Regions from separate parts of the Oryza sativa genome. Here region 2 is linked to region 1. Evidence: chromatin contacts called from public HiCAR-type data. All regions are on one chromosome and are shown on one strand. The core of a region is the stretch at or near the end of the contact, and the rest is flanking DNA. Distances in the headings are between cores, read along the strand shown. Region 1 holds the start of LOC4345268 (4-hydroxybenzoate polyprenyltransferase, mitochondrial). Region 2 holds the start of LOC4345278.

What was found. HiCAR-type assays count read pairs that join an accessible place to other places.
Region 2: a HiCAR-type map of leaf shows a contact between it and region 1, with 2.7 times the contacts expected there. The contact joins the promoter of LOC4345278 here to the promoter of LOC4345268 in region 1. A contact is called at or near these places in 1 of 15 Hi-C or Micro-C datasets (panicle) and 1 of 4 datasets of contacts at active chromatin or transcription factors (leaf).

What each region holds. Positions count from the first base shown.
Region 1 is chr8:14,146,103-14,152,329 of ASM3414082v1, reverse strand. It overlaps LOC4345268 (4-hydroxybenzoate polyprenyltransferase, mitochondrial), which reads left to right and starts at 2,507. Exons shown (of 9, transcript XM_015793105.3): 1 at 2,507-3,260; 2 at 3,357-3,492; 3 at 3,731-3,852; 4 at 4,112-4,181; 5 at 4,271-4,420; 6 at 4,506-4,641; 7 at 4,729-4,825; 8 at 4,916-5,291; 9 at 5,611-6,062. The coding sequence starts at 2,785. The coding sequence ends at 4,985.
Region 2 is chr8:14,396,060-14,402,286 of ASM3414082v1, reverse strand. LOC4345278 reads right to left here and starts at 3,705. Exons shown (of 7, transcript XM_015795023.3): 1 at 3,447-3,705; 2 at 2,855-2,947; 3 at 1,724-2,729; 4 at 74-1,626. The coding sequence starts at 2,925.

The DNA of each region.
Region 1 (6,227 bases), core at 1,258-3,757:
CAAGGGTAATTTAGTCTAAAAGTTTAAGAAAATACATTGAAAGGGTAAGTAGTGGCATATTTCAAATAACTATAGAATTATAATGGCATGCCTTCAAATAGATGAATAGTAATGGCATATTTCAAAATCGTCAAAGTTACAGTGGTATAGATCTAATTAACCCTTTATTTATTTTATGTGAATAAATATTCTGAAAATTTGTTCACGTTGTTTTAACATTTCAGAATGGACGATCCGAACCTTCCGTCGTTCACGTTTGGTGATTTTTCGACCCTAATTACTTGTCGGGATCATTCCCACCTGGTGAGTATGATGCGACCAGGTTGGCTCCAACACCACCAGCTGTGGAGGAGCCGAGGAGGTACCGGCGGGTTTAGAAGGATTTGGTACTATGCGCGGGAGTGCATCGACGAACACCAGCTCAAAGAGATCAAGAACTTCCGGCGTTTGGAAGGCAGGTAACATTCGCGAAATGTAGAATATGCAAAAAATATCTGCAAAATCAATTGGTGGAACAATACACTTGAAGCAACATGCTTAGGCTTGTGTAAAGAAGCAATGAATCCAACTATGACAGCAGCAACTGCTACTAAATCCTGATGGTACGGTTACGTACATGGGAGAACGATCCTATAGTAGCTCGAGAATCTCTTGTCCGTTTAATTGCTAGACACGATTTATCCTTGAACTTTGGTGAGAGTGCTGCATTTGAAAATTACATCAAAACTTCTCATAATCCTAGGTTTTAAGCTGTTAGTAGACAAACCACAACCCGTGATTTAAAAAATGTCTATGACAAAGGTTGTGAATCACTGAAGGAATTATTTAGTACATGCAACTTTTCTGTTAATGTCACCACAAACATATGGAGTAGTAGGGGTAAAGAGGATTACCTTAGTGTAGTTGTACATTTCATTTATGATGACTGACAAATGCAAAAAATAGTTCTTGGGCTAAGGTCAATTGATGTTGCACATACTGATGAAAATATAGTAGAGAGAATTCGAGAGGTTATTAATGAGTATAGCCTTGTAGATAACATCTTTGCTGTAACAACTAATAGTGCATCTCTTCTAGGGCCATGCAAATTCTGCAACCCTTATTTTGTGTTTATGCTAAATCATTTCTTCTGCATCATCGTTGTGCATGCCATATTATTAATCTAATTGTTAAATGTGGTTTTAAGAGAGTGAATGTACCCATCGACACCGTTCGTCAAGCAATCACGTGGTTAACTGCTTCAAACCCACGGATTGCACAACGAAAAAGGTATTGTCGTGCATCGAATAAGCCCCGACGTAAGTTTATAACCGATGCGGAACATCGACGGAATGCCACTTATTATATGTTAAAGGATAATTACTTACTGTTTTTCTTCAACATGTAATAGACCAACAAACAGGGACAGCCAGGCAATACCAATTGACCGTACTTGGCATATTGTCGAATTGAAAGGTTCAATCAATTTCTTGAAACATTTCATAACTGTACTCTTCTTTTATCTCAAGTATATCATCCAGCAACTAATTTAATTTTGCATAATATTCTTGAAATTGCCACTCTGTTGAAAGAGTATGAAAATGGTGAACTTTTAATGTCCGCAGTCTCTAGTATGAAACAAAAATATCTTAAATATTGGAAAAACATCCCCCCATGTTTTACGCTTTTGCATTTATTCTTGATTCTAGGGGAAAATTACGGGGATTCCTCAATATTCTATCAATTATTGGAGATAATTAATATTGATTATTCCTATTATTCTGATGTTAAAACTAATTTTATGAGGTATTTGGGAAGTATGAATTAAAGTTTCAAGGAGTTCATTTGCAAAGACCCCCACCAGCCCCTGCAGCAGGTAAGAAAAAGTTACAGTGGAGCAGAATTTGGGGTGGCTCATCTTCTAGCCATGGTGGTGTAGTAGTTCGTCAGCAGCAAGTGGTGACGCTAGATCGCATGGTCCCGTTGAAGAGTTGTCCAACTATTTGGATAGCGACGCTATCAACCATGAATCATCTACTCGATGGTGGAACGATCACAAGATGTCATATCCTGTGCTTTCAAAACTAGCACGGGATGTGTTGACGGTGCCCGTATCTTCGGTATCCTCCGAATCAACCTTCAGTCTATGCGAAAGAATTATCGAGCAGCGATCATATAGAAATGCTACTAAAATTAAATATTGGGAGCTAGGAACATGCCCAATACACTCCCTGGTGGGGGTAGTATCCTGTGCAATCGCTGTCCTCCATGAGACCGTGCGTCTCGCGGTCCCCCGCGCGCCCGCCCGCTGAGGCGCTGAGCCACTCCCGCCTCCATTTTCCGCCTGTGCCGCGCTCCCCAGCAGCCCAGCCTCACTTCGGGCCGACCGTGCCAACGGGCTGACTAGGTCCATGGGCCATTGATGGGTCCGTGCCGGCCCGCTACAGAAGCCGTGCCTAACGGGCCGGGCTGAGCCGGGCCGCCCGTTTGGCCCGGTATAGCTGCGACTGCCTCCGTCTCCGGCGTTGGCCTCTGTCTCCGCCGGTGCCGCGACGGCGTTGGCCAACCCTCGACGGCACGGCCATCTCCCATCAAAACCTCAACCACAGAGCCGCCCACCATCGATGCCGCAACCGCCTCTAGACTCTAGTTCATCTCCCACTCCGGTGAGATCTCCCTGGTGAGCTTGTTGTTCTTCTTCAGTTCTTTTCTCTCTCTCTGTCTCCTGTCACTTGGCAAGTGGGGAAACCCTTGTAGATCCGAAAATTTTCCCTAGTTTTTTTTTTTCCTTTTCCAAACAAGCCCATGGCTCTACTCCGAGCAGCCGCCGCCGCCGACCTCCTCCGCCGCCACCGCCGCGCCCCGCTCCCACTCTTACTCTCCGCTCTCTCGCCGCCTCCACCGACCACCCCGGAATCCTGCCCCGACGGCCCCAGTCCCGTCGCCCCATACTTCGCTCCGCCTCCGCCTCCGCTATGCCGCCGCCGTCGAAGCTGGCCGCCTCCGCCTCCGCCTCCGCGCGTCTCGTCTTCCTCCTACGTCGGCAGGGGGATCCTGCTCCCCGCGACCTTCTCGATCTACTCTCCCCTCTCTACCTCCTCCTCCGCCTCCCCCGACGGCTCCCCGGATGAGGATTCCTCGCCGCCGCACCCGTCTCCCGCGGCGGCGCCTCCGTCCTCGTGGGTTGACAGGTGGCTCCCACAGGCGGCGCGCCCCTACGCCATGCTTGCCCGCCTCGACAAGCCCATCGGCACCTGGCTCCTCGCGTGGCCCTGCTTCTGGTACTATACTGTCTATAATCTACCACTGCTGCTACTAGTACACCACCACCACAGCAACCTACATGAGGCTGGAACCGTTTGTTTCTTTCTTCGTAGGTCAATCTCAATGGCGGCGATGCCGGGGGAGCTGCCTGACATGAGAATGCTGGCACTCTTCGGATGTGGAGCCGTCCTCCTCAGAGGCGCTGGATGCACGGTCAATGATCTTCTTGATCGAGACATTGATAACAAGGTGATTTGTGTTAATCGTTTCCGTTTCGTTGTACTTTCTCCTGTTAAGAGAAATGCCTTTCAGACTGTTGCAGTTTTCAAGTTAAAAAACCAATAACCATATTAAATGTCATCACCATATCACCAGTTGCTCCAAGAACAATTCAGTGGAATGGTCAACCAGGAACATAAAGCAGTTTACTCTCTGATGGGATTTCAGCATCTTGATCTTTGACAGAAAAGTATTTGTTTTCTTGTAGGTTGAGCGCACCAAAAGCAGGCCTTTTGCATCAGGCATTCTAACCCCTACACAAGGAGTGGGCTTCCTTGGATTGCAGCTTTTACTGGGATTGGGCATTCTTCTCCAACTAAATAACTATAGGTACATTGGCCTTGTTTGACTAAATAACAATAGGTGTTTTTCAAGGTTTTGTGCAGAAAATAGCACGGAGATATTTGGTGCAACACTCGAGTTTATCTTCTAAGTTTGGAATGCAAAAACTGAATATGTTTTAAGTCTAGTTTCTTATCCACTTAACAAAATACAAGCTGCTTGCATTTTATATTTCTGCAATTTCTTTTTTTGCTTATGTCAGCACATTAATATTCACCTCCATCACTGCGTTATATTTTTCGTGCAGCCGTATTCTTGGGGCATCTTCACTTTTTTTGGTCTTCTCTTATCCCTTGATGAAGAGATTCACATTTTGGGTATGCACTGAGCACATGGAAGTCATAATAATGTGAACTTATTTCACCAACGGTGATCAATTGTGTTCATTTTAATGCATTTGTTACAGCCTCAGGCGTATCTTGGCTTGACCTTTAATTGGGGAGCTTTGTTAGGATGGGCTGCCATTAAAGAAAGCTTAGATCCTGCCATCATCCTCCCATTGTATACCGCTGGTATATGCTGGACACTCGTATATGATACCATATATGCACATCAGGTACTAATGGTTTTTTTTTTTGATGTTTTACCTTAGTGATAACATCTTAGTAGATAACGTAATTTCTTATCCAAATATATGCTAGGACAAAGAAGATGACCTCAAAGTAGGGGTCAAGTCCACAGCATTAAGGTTTGGAGATTTAACAAAACACTGGATTAGTGGCTTCGGTGTTGCATGCATTGGCAGCTTAGCACTCAGTGGCTACAGTGCTGACCTTGGTTGGTGAATGTTATCATAATGCCTTGTTTAACAAATATTTATTGGCATACATGATATTGACTGCAAACTTTACTCATGTTGGACAGCATGGCCTTACTATCCTTTTCTAGCTGCTGCATCTGCGCAGTTAGCATGGCAGATTTCAACTGTTGATTTATCTGACCGCCTGGATTGCAACAGGAAGTATGTGTTTTTACATTGAACCGAAATGTGTTCATTCTTTTGTATATCTATGAGATTATTAACTCACTTAGCTCTGTTGGTACTCTGCAGATTTGTGTCCAATAAGTGGTTTGGCGCTTTGATATTTGGTGGAGTTTTATGTGGACGACTTGTATCATGATAATTATGAGCCACGAGTTTATTATGGTTCATGGTAGTGTTTTCAGTGGAAAATTCGTAATTTTGATAGAATAGAAAGACTCTTGACAAAACTTAGGATGCGCAAACCTCCAAAGAATGGAAAGTTGATTCAAAAAGAAAGAAAGAAAGAATGGGAGTTAGGGCTTGGGTTTCCTCTGTGGCGCGCTAGTTCCAATTTCATATCATGCAGTGCAGTCTCATTTCTATTTTTATTGGATGAAAGCCCTTATCCATGTTGAGGACTGCTATGCCCTGCTTTATGCATCAAGTTGCAGAATGAACTTTTGTAAGTTATATATTCCTTATTTCTTTGGCTTTTCTCCTATACTAATACTCCCTCCGTTTCTAAATATTTGACACCGTTGACTTTTTTAAATATGTTTGACCGTTCATCTTATTAAAAAAATTTAAGTAATTATTAATTATTTTCCTATTATTTGATTCATTGTTAAATATACTTATATGTATAAGTATAGTTTTACATATTTAACAAAAGTTTTTGAATAAGACGAACGGTCAAACATGTGCTAAAAAGTCAACGGTGTCAAATATTTAGAAATAGAGGGAGTATAATATTATGGGATTAACCGTTTTCTGTTATGCAGGTTATTTCCTGAGCACTTTGTGACAATGTTCCCCATCTTCTGTTCAAAAGATAAACCAGGGAACATGATAAAATATTGATGCAGATTGTTGTGCATTTACAAGACTCTTCTGAATTCTGATGCTCCTTATTCATGACAAGGCTAATTAATTCAGTCTAACACCAAACATATTTTTACGGGACTAAGATGTAAATTGTGCCATACATTTTTTTCCCATGGATAGCAGTTGGACAGAACTATCATAATGTATTTACCGGTTATACCGATTAGTTCATTTTGTTACCACGATCTTGTTACCATGTTCGATGTGTCCCTTGCAGTCTTGTAGAGTTCTCTTGCACATTCTCTGTTTGATATGATGTTGATTTTTTAGAGAGAGAAAGATGTTGATTCAGTTGTTAGACTTGTTCTATGAGAACATGATCAGTATATGAGGTATTTTCCCAAGGCAATGTGATGTTATCCCGTATGCTGTGAAATAGGGAATAATGATGACCCCGCTTCAAGCAGAATGCTGGTTTGGTGATTTAATTTCCCCACTGTTTATTATATGACAAGCAAACTTCTCTATTTCTTTTGGCCAGATGGAAGGCTAACTTTTGTGCAATGAAGAGGGT
Region 2 (6,227 bases), core at 2,456-4,955, 250 kb before region 1:
TAAAACAAGTAAATATATTTTCAAAAGGAAATGGACAATAAATATGCTAGAACAAGTAAATGTGTGATCTTACATTATTTTCTGGGAATTTAAAGGACATTTTGGAGATGTTGCCCTATGGCCCATGCCAAGACAGCTCTTGCACTGAACCTGCCACTTGCCTTTGGTCCTAAGCTTGCCTTGTTCTTTATCAAGACACCCAACTATCATGTTCTTCCTTTGCTTCTCTACGTCTTTCTTAGTCAGAGGTGGCAACAAATTGAAACCAAGATTGACTTTTGGCCATTGGGACTTATCTGAAAGTGGATGAATAACACCTGCATATGCAAGCTTATACTTTTGCACTGAATAGCAAGGATCCAAATAATCAGCCATTCTGGGGTTTCTAGTTGATATTATGAGAGCTAATGCATGTGGGCATGGTTTGCCAGAAACTTGCCACTCTCTACAGGTGCATGTATGTTTTGCAAGATTGACCCTATGCCTAATAATCTCATGTTCAGGAGTGATCTCAGCCACCTCTGCTTGGTCTCTATCACCTTGAACCACCCTCAAGTGGCCCAAGGATCTAGTCATTGCATTGAGTTGACGAACTATAATAGGGAGCATCTCACCATCTAGCTTCTCACCTATCTTCTTTCTCCTCGCCAATAGATCCATTATTTTTGACCTGATAGCATCTGCAAGCTCAGCAACTGGAAGATCCTTCATATCCTTAATCCATTTGTTCCATAAATCTGCCAGATTATTGCTAATGAAGTCACATTTTATCTCTTCTGAGAACTTGCTCCTCATCCAAAGCAGTTTGTGATAGGTTTCCAAGTATGGTTTCACATCTGAATTAGTCTCATGGATTATATTCATGTAGTGCTCAAACCTATCTTGCATGTAAGATCTAGCTGCAGGGTACATGTTCCCATACATCGGACCTGGGAACTTCTCTACGAAATTCTGCATCAAGTGACAAAAGCATTCTCTATGCTCTGCCCAAGGAAAAACACTTTTCACAGCATTCTCTAGCCCCTTACAAGCTTCTGAGCTTATTGCTAAGTGTGATGGTTTGCCTATTGCCTTGTGAAGCTGTTGCATAAACCAAGTCCAATTGTCAGTGGTCTCACTCTGAAAGAATCCAAATGCAACTGGAAACATCCAGTTGTGCCCATCTATGGATGTAACAAAAGGTAGATGACCATTCCATTTCCCATTAAAGGCTGTGGAGTCTATACTCAAGTATGGTCGGCATCCATTCATGAAACCATCAATGCAAGGTTTGAATGCACAAAAGAATCTACAAAAATAAATCCCATCATCATCCTCCTGTACATCTATCTCCACCACACTTCCAGGCATTTTCAGCTCAACCTCAGCCTTGAAGTTAAACAAATAGCTCTCTTCCCATGACCCAAATATCTGCTCCACAGCCTTCTGCCTACCTTGCCACACTTTTGAGTATCCTACTGTGACATTGTATTTGGTCTCTAACTCCTCTTTTAGCTTCTTTGCACCCATATTTGGATCCTTCTTTAGAAAAGGAATTGCCTTCTCTGCAACCCACTTATATGATACCATCTTTGTCTTAACTCCCTCAATAGATGTACAAGCATGTGCAAATCTGTTCAAAGTAACCTACAACACATAAATCCATTAGTTAGTAACATAAGACAGTTCTTACTAACAAACATAAATTTGAAATATGAGACAATTCTTAGCTAGTTGTTAGTACCTTCACAGATTTTCCATCAGGCATCAACCTTGCCACAATAGCCCATGGACATCCCTCAGCTTTGCAATAGCCCCTGAACCTTTCTGGATCAGACTTCTCTGTCCCAAGCTCAAATTGCCCCTTTATAGCGTGTTGCCTCACAGCTGATCTAAACTCAACCATACTTCCATATGAGCTTCCAACTATCATTGGAGGGTCATCCCTATCATAGAAAATTTCAGCTTCAAACCTAGCATCTATCTCTGCCTCATCAAGGTTCAAGTCCCGCTGTGCAAGACGTGGAGCTGGACCAGGAGCAGAATCCCTCTGCTTTTCAGCTTCAAGCCTAGCTTGATCCGCTCTCTCATCCTCAGTTCTGAGTCCAAGAAAATCATACATTTCATCTTCCTCCATTACAGGTAGTGAAGAACCAATTTGCTCCTCTGGAATTGGAGCTATCTCCAATCCATCCCAATCAATGACATGCTGAGGAACTTGCTCTTGTGGAATTGACATTTCATCTTCCTTCATCATGGGCACTGAAGAACCTATTTGCTCCTCTAGAATTGGAGATATCTTGAAACTATCCCAATCAATGAGATGTTGATTGCTTGAGTCTAGAGCATCACCTTGCTTGGCTGTCACAACCTCACCCATGACTAACTCATTTACCTCTGAAATAGAAGAGCTAGTAACTAATTGACCAGATTTATCCTCCACATCCACAAATAAAATCAGCCTCCTCTCCCTCTTCCAATCAAATAATGCATGCGCTAGATCCATATTATCCAAAAACTTTGTTTCCTTGCCAGTTCTCTTGTCATATCCATACACCACAACCTGTTGGCACCTACCCCATTTTACCCTGGCTGCAAAATCCTTTTCCAAGCTCTCTAATGTGCATTGTCGATAGTCTACAACCCATTCAGCGTATTTGCTTGGCACATGAACACTACTACCATCATCAAGCTTAGCTGTGTACTGACCAAACCGAACACACACAATAAACGCCGCATCAGGATCGATCCTATCATATAGGAAAAACAAAAATGAGAGGAAGACCATTAGTTTGCTTGCTAAATCGCTTCTGACCTAGTTTCTTGCTCCTCCTGTTGAACAATAATGGAGATGAGGATTTTTTTATGGCCTTACCCGGAAGGGAGCTCACTGGGAACTATGAAGTACGCCAACGCCTGCAAAGTGCCCTCCTTTGGAGCCACCATTGCCACCTCTCCCCCTCTCACCCTACAAACCAATTAGGAGTGGCATATAATGAAATCTCTCTTCCTACGCTGAAGGAAGGTAATAGTAATCAAGTCCATATTAGAAGAAGTACGATAGGCAAAAGTTATGTAATGGGCACATGTAATTAGTTAAAAATTACTATTAATTAGCGAATGCGATCAAGAAATAACCAATGCCTTTGGAGTACCTATCCAAGCCCCACCCCTACCCCTAAGGTTCCCTGGCCGGTTCCAGCGAGCGTTTTCAAAGTTTTGTTCCGTTTGTGGGAGATGCAGCTGAGTGAAGAGGCAGCGACGGCTAGCTAATTACTAATTGAATTTCATGAGGTGGAATTTACTTAGGCGAAACCGAATTTGATGTGACAATCCCATCTAGCCATCCAGGGGTGGGGTGGGGTGGGCATTAGGTCTACGGTTTTCTCAGTTTTTGTGAAACTTGGAATTCTAAGAAAAACCAACACAATTTAGCTAGCGAGAAGAACAAAGGAACTGAGCCGAACCTGCTTCTTCACAACCATACGACGACCCGACGCCGGCGGTGGGCAACCTCGTCGGGCGCGCCTTCGACTCCCACCGCTGCTCCGCCGCCGGTCGACCTCAAGCGCCGCCCTGCTCCGCCCCTGACCAGCCAGCCACCAGCGCTGCTCCGCCGACGACCAGCCTCCACCGCCGATACCTCCCGCCCGCGCACCTCTCTCACCGTCGCGCGAGGCGAGGCGAGGCGAGGCGAGCGAATCGCGTGCGGGCTAGCTGACGCTCGGGGTAGCCGGGTGGGGGGAATAATGGATTTTAGGGTTAGGGATTTGTGTTGTGGACTTGTGGGAAGGAAAAGATTTGGGTATTGGGTTTTGGGCCATGGATTCTATGATGGGTCGATGATTTTGTTCGGTGGAATAAGTCCATTTTCACTCCCGTGACCCGAATCTAATCCACACCCTAAACGGCAAAACCGGATATCTCAACCCCCGAACTATTGAAACTGGTGCAATTTGACTCCCTTGGTGGTTTTGGAGGGTGGTTTCGCTGGTGTGGCGCTGTTGACCTAGTCCGTGGGGTTGACATGGTGCTTAGGTGGCATTTGAATTAAAAACGTATGCGTGGGACCCGTTTGTCATTCACACACATAAAAAATTGTGGGGCCCACTGACATGTGGGCCTCACATGTCATCCTATCTCTCTTTCTTCTTCCTCCCTTCTCTCTTTCTTTCTCTTTCTCTTTTCTCCCCTTCGGCCGGCCACGGAGAGCACGGGTTGGAGCAGCGGCCAGCGGGAGCTGGAGCGGCAGCGGAAGCTGAAGTGGCGGCGGCGGTGGGCTGGACCATTCGGCTGCCGCATGCCCCCTCCATCTCCTCCTTCTTGTCATCCTCCTCCTCATATTTGTCATCGTCACCGCTGTCGCCGCCGACTTCCCCGACCACGCCGAGGTCGGCGTTGAAGGCGATGTTGTCCGGGAGCACCGCCGGCCCAAGGAGGATCTCCAACTGCGCCGCCGCCGCTGTTGACACTGACAACGCCGTTGTCGGAGGTTGCAAAGCCTCCACAAAACCCCGTCGCCGCCTCAAGCCCCTACGTGTTGTCCTCGCGCCCGCCGCTGCCTCATGCCTCGGCTGCGCTACTCCACCGCCGGTTGTCGCTCACCAAGCTTAAGTCTCGCTTAGTCGAGCCCACCGCCCCGCCCTCCGCCACCGCGGCTTCCTCCCCTTCGTCGCACGCCTCTCCCGCACACCCCACCGCCACAGGAGGCCACTTCCACGCCGCACACTCTAGCACATGCTCGCCAACCCTCCCGCAAGCCGTCGCCTCTCCGGTTCCCGCCCACTGTCGCTGCCCTTACCCGTCGATTGCTCTACGAGAGAGAAGGTGAAGAGAAAAGGGGGAGAGAAAGAGAGAGAAGGGAGAGAGAGAGGGAGGAGGAGGAAGAAGAGAAAGGATGACATATGGCCCCACATGTCAGTGGGGCCCACAATATTTTTTGTGTAAATCACAGATGGGTCCCATAGAATTTTTTTTAAAAAATCTAATGCCACGTAAGTGCCACGTAGGACGAATACTATATCAACATTGTCACGTCAGCGCCATATTAGCAAAACCGCCCTCCAAAACCGCTAAGGGAGTCAAATTGCACTGGTTTCAATAGTTCGATGAGTCGTCCTATCCGGTTTTGTGGTTGAGTGTTATGGATTAGATTCGCGTCACTTCTAAGGGAGTCAAAGTGGACTTATTCCTTGTTCGTTTGTCAAAAAAGAAGTCTATTTTCATTCCCTCAAGTTTCGGCCGAATCTGATTGGCATCCCTCCACAAAACCGGCTATATCACCACTATTTGGCTAATGTGGCGCATGTTGATCCGATGATCGTTCTATATGGCGGTATATGATCGCTATCTTTATCTCTACTAGTAAAAATGCCAGTGCGTTACACCAGTCAGGTTAAAGCAATTTTAATTGTGCATATGCTTTGACAGACAAATTGTCAAACACGACGATTCCTCGACCACAACAGTGGAGCCAAATGAGAAATTAAGAAAAAAATGTGTATACGCTCCAGCTGATAAATAGTCAAACTCGACAATTCCTCAACCACAACGGTGGAGGAAAGCCAAAGGAGAAATTAAGAAATTGTGAATACATATAGAATTGTCTTAATTTTATATGTACTCACAATTTTTTTTATGATGGGTCAATGATTTTGTTCGGTTGTCAAAAGGAAGTCTATTTCAGGCCCTCAATTTTCGGCCGAATCTGATTGGCATCCCTCTGCAAAACCGGCTATATCGCTACTATTTGGCTGTTGTGGCACATGTTGATCCGATGGCTTGGCAGTAGTAGGATGGTGGGAGCCAACAAGGCGAGGGAGCTGGGAGGTGGTAGAACCAGTTGGGCGCGGGGCTGCAGCAAGACGAGGGAGATGGGTGGTGCCGGCTTATCCACCCCTGGGAACTTGAAGAGGGCAAGCAGAGGTGGTGACCTCCAGATCTCGTTCCCTTTGGCCGCTTCTTGCAGCTCGGTGGGGTTTATCGACCACCTCCTTCTTTCTTCTGCCACGTAGATCGGTGCAGGGAAGGTCGCGCTAGGCAGAGGAGCACCACCGTCCCTCAGTCCTTTCCCCTTCCCCTCTCTTTCTCTCCTCTCTTTGTCTCGAGCTAGCTCATTGGTTGTCGGGAGGATCAGAGGAAGATGGACATTGACAAGTAGCGAGATGGCCATGCTGCTATGGGTGGGCGACGTGTGCTTCGGTGGTGGACTCGCTCGTCGTGGGCGAGCACCTAGAGGACCATCCTGC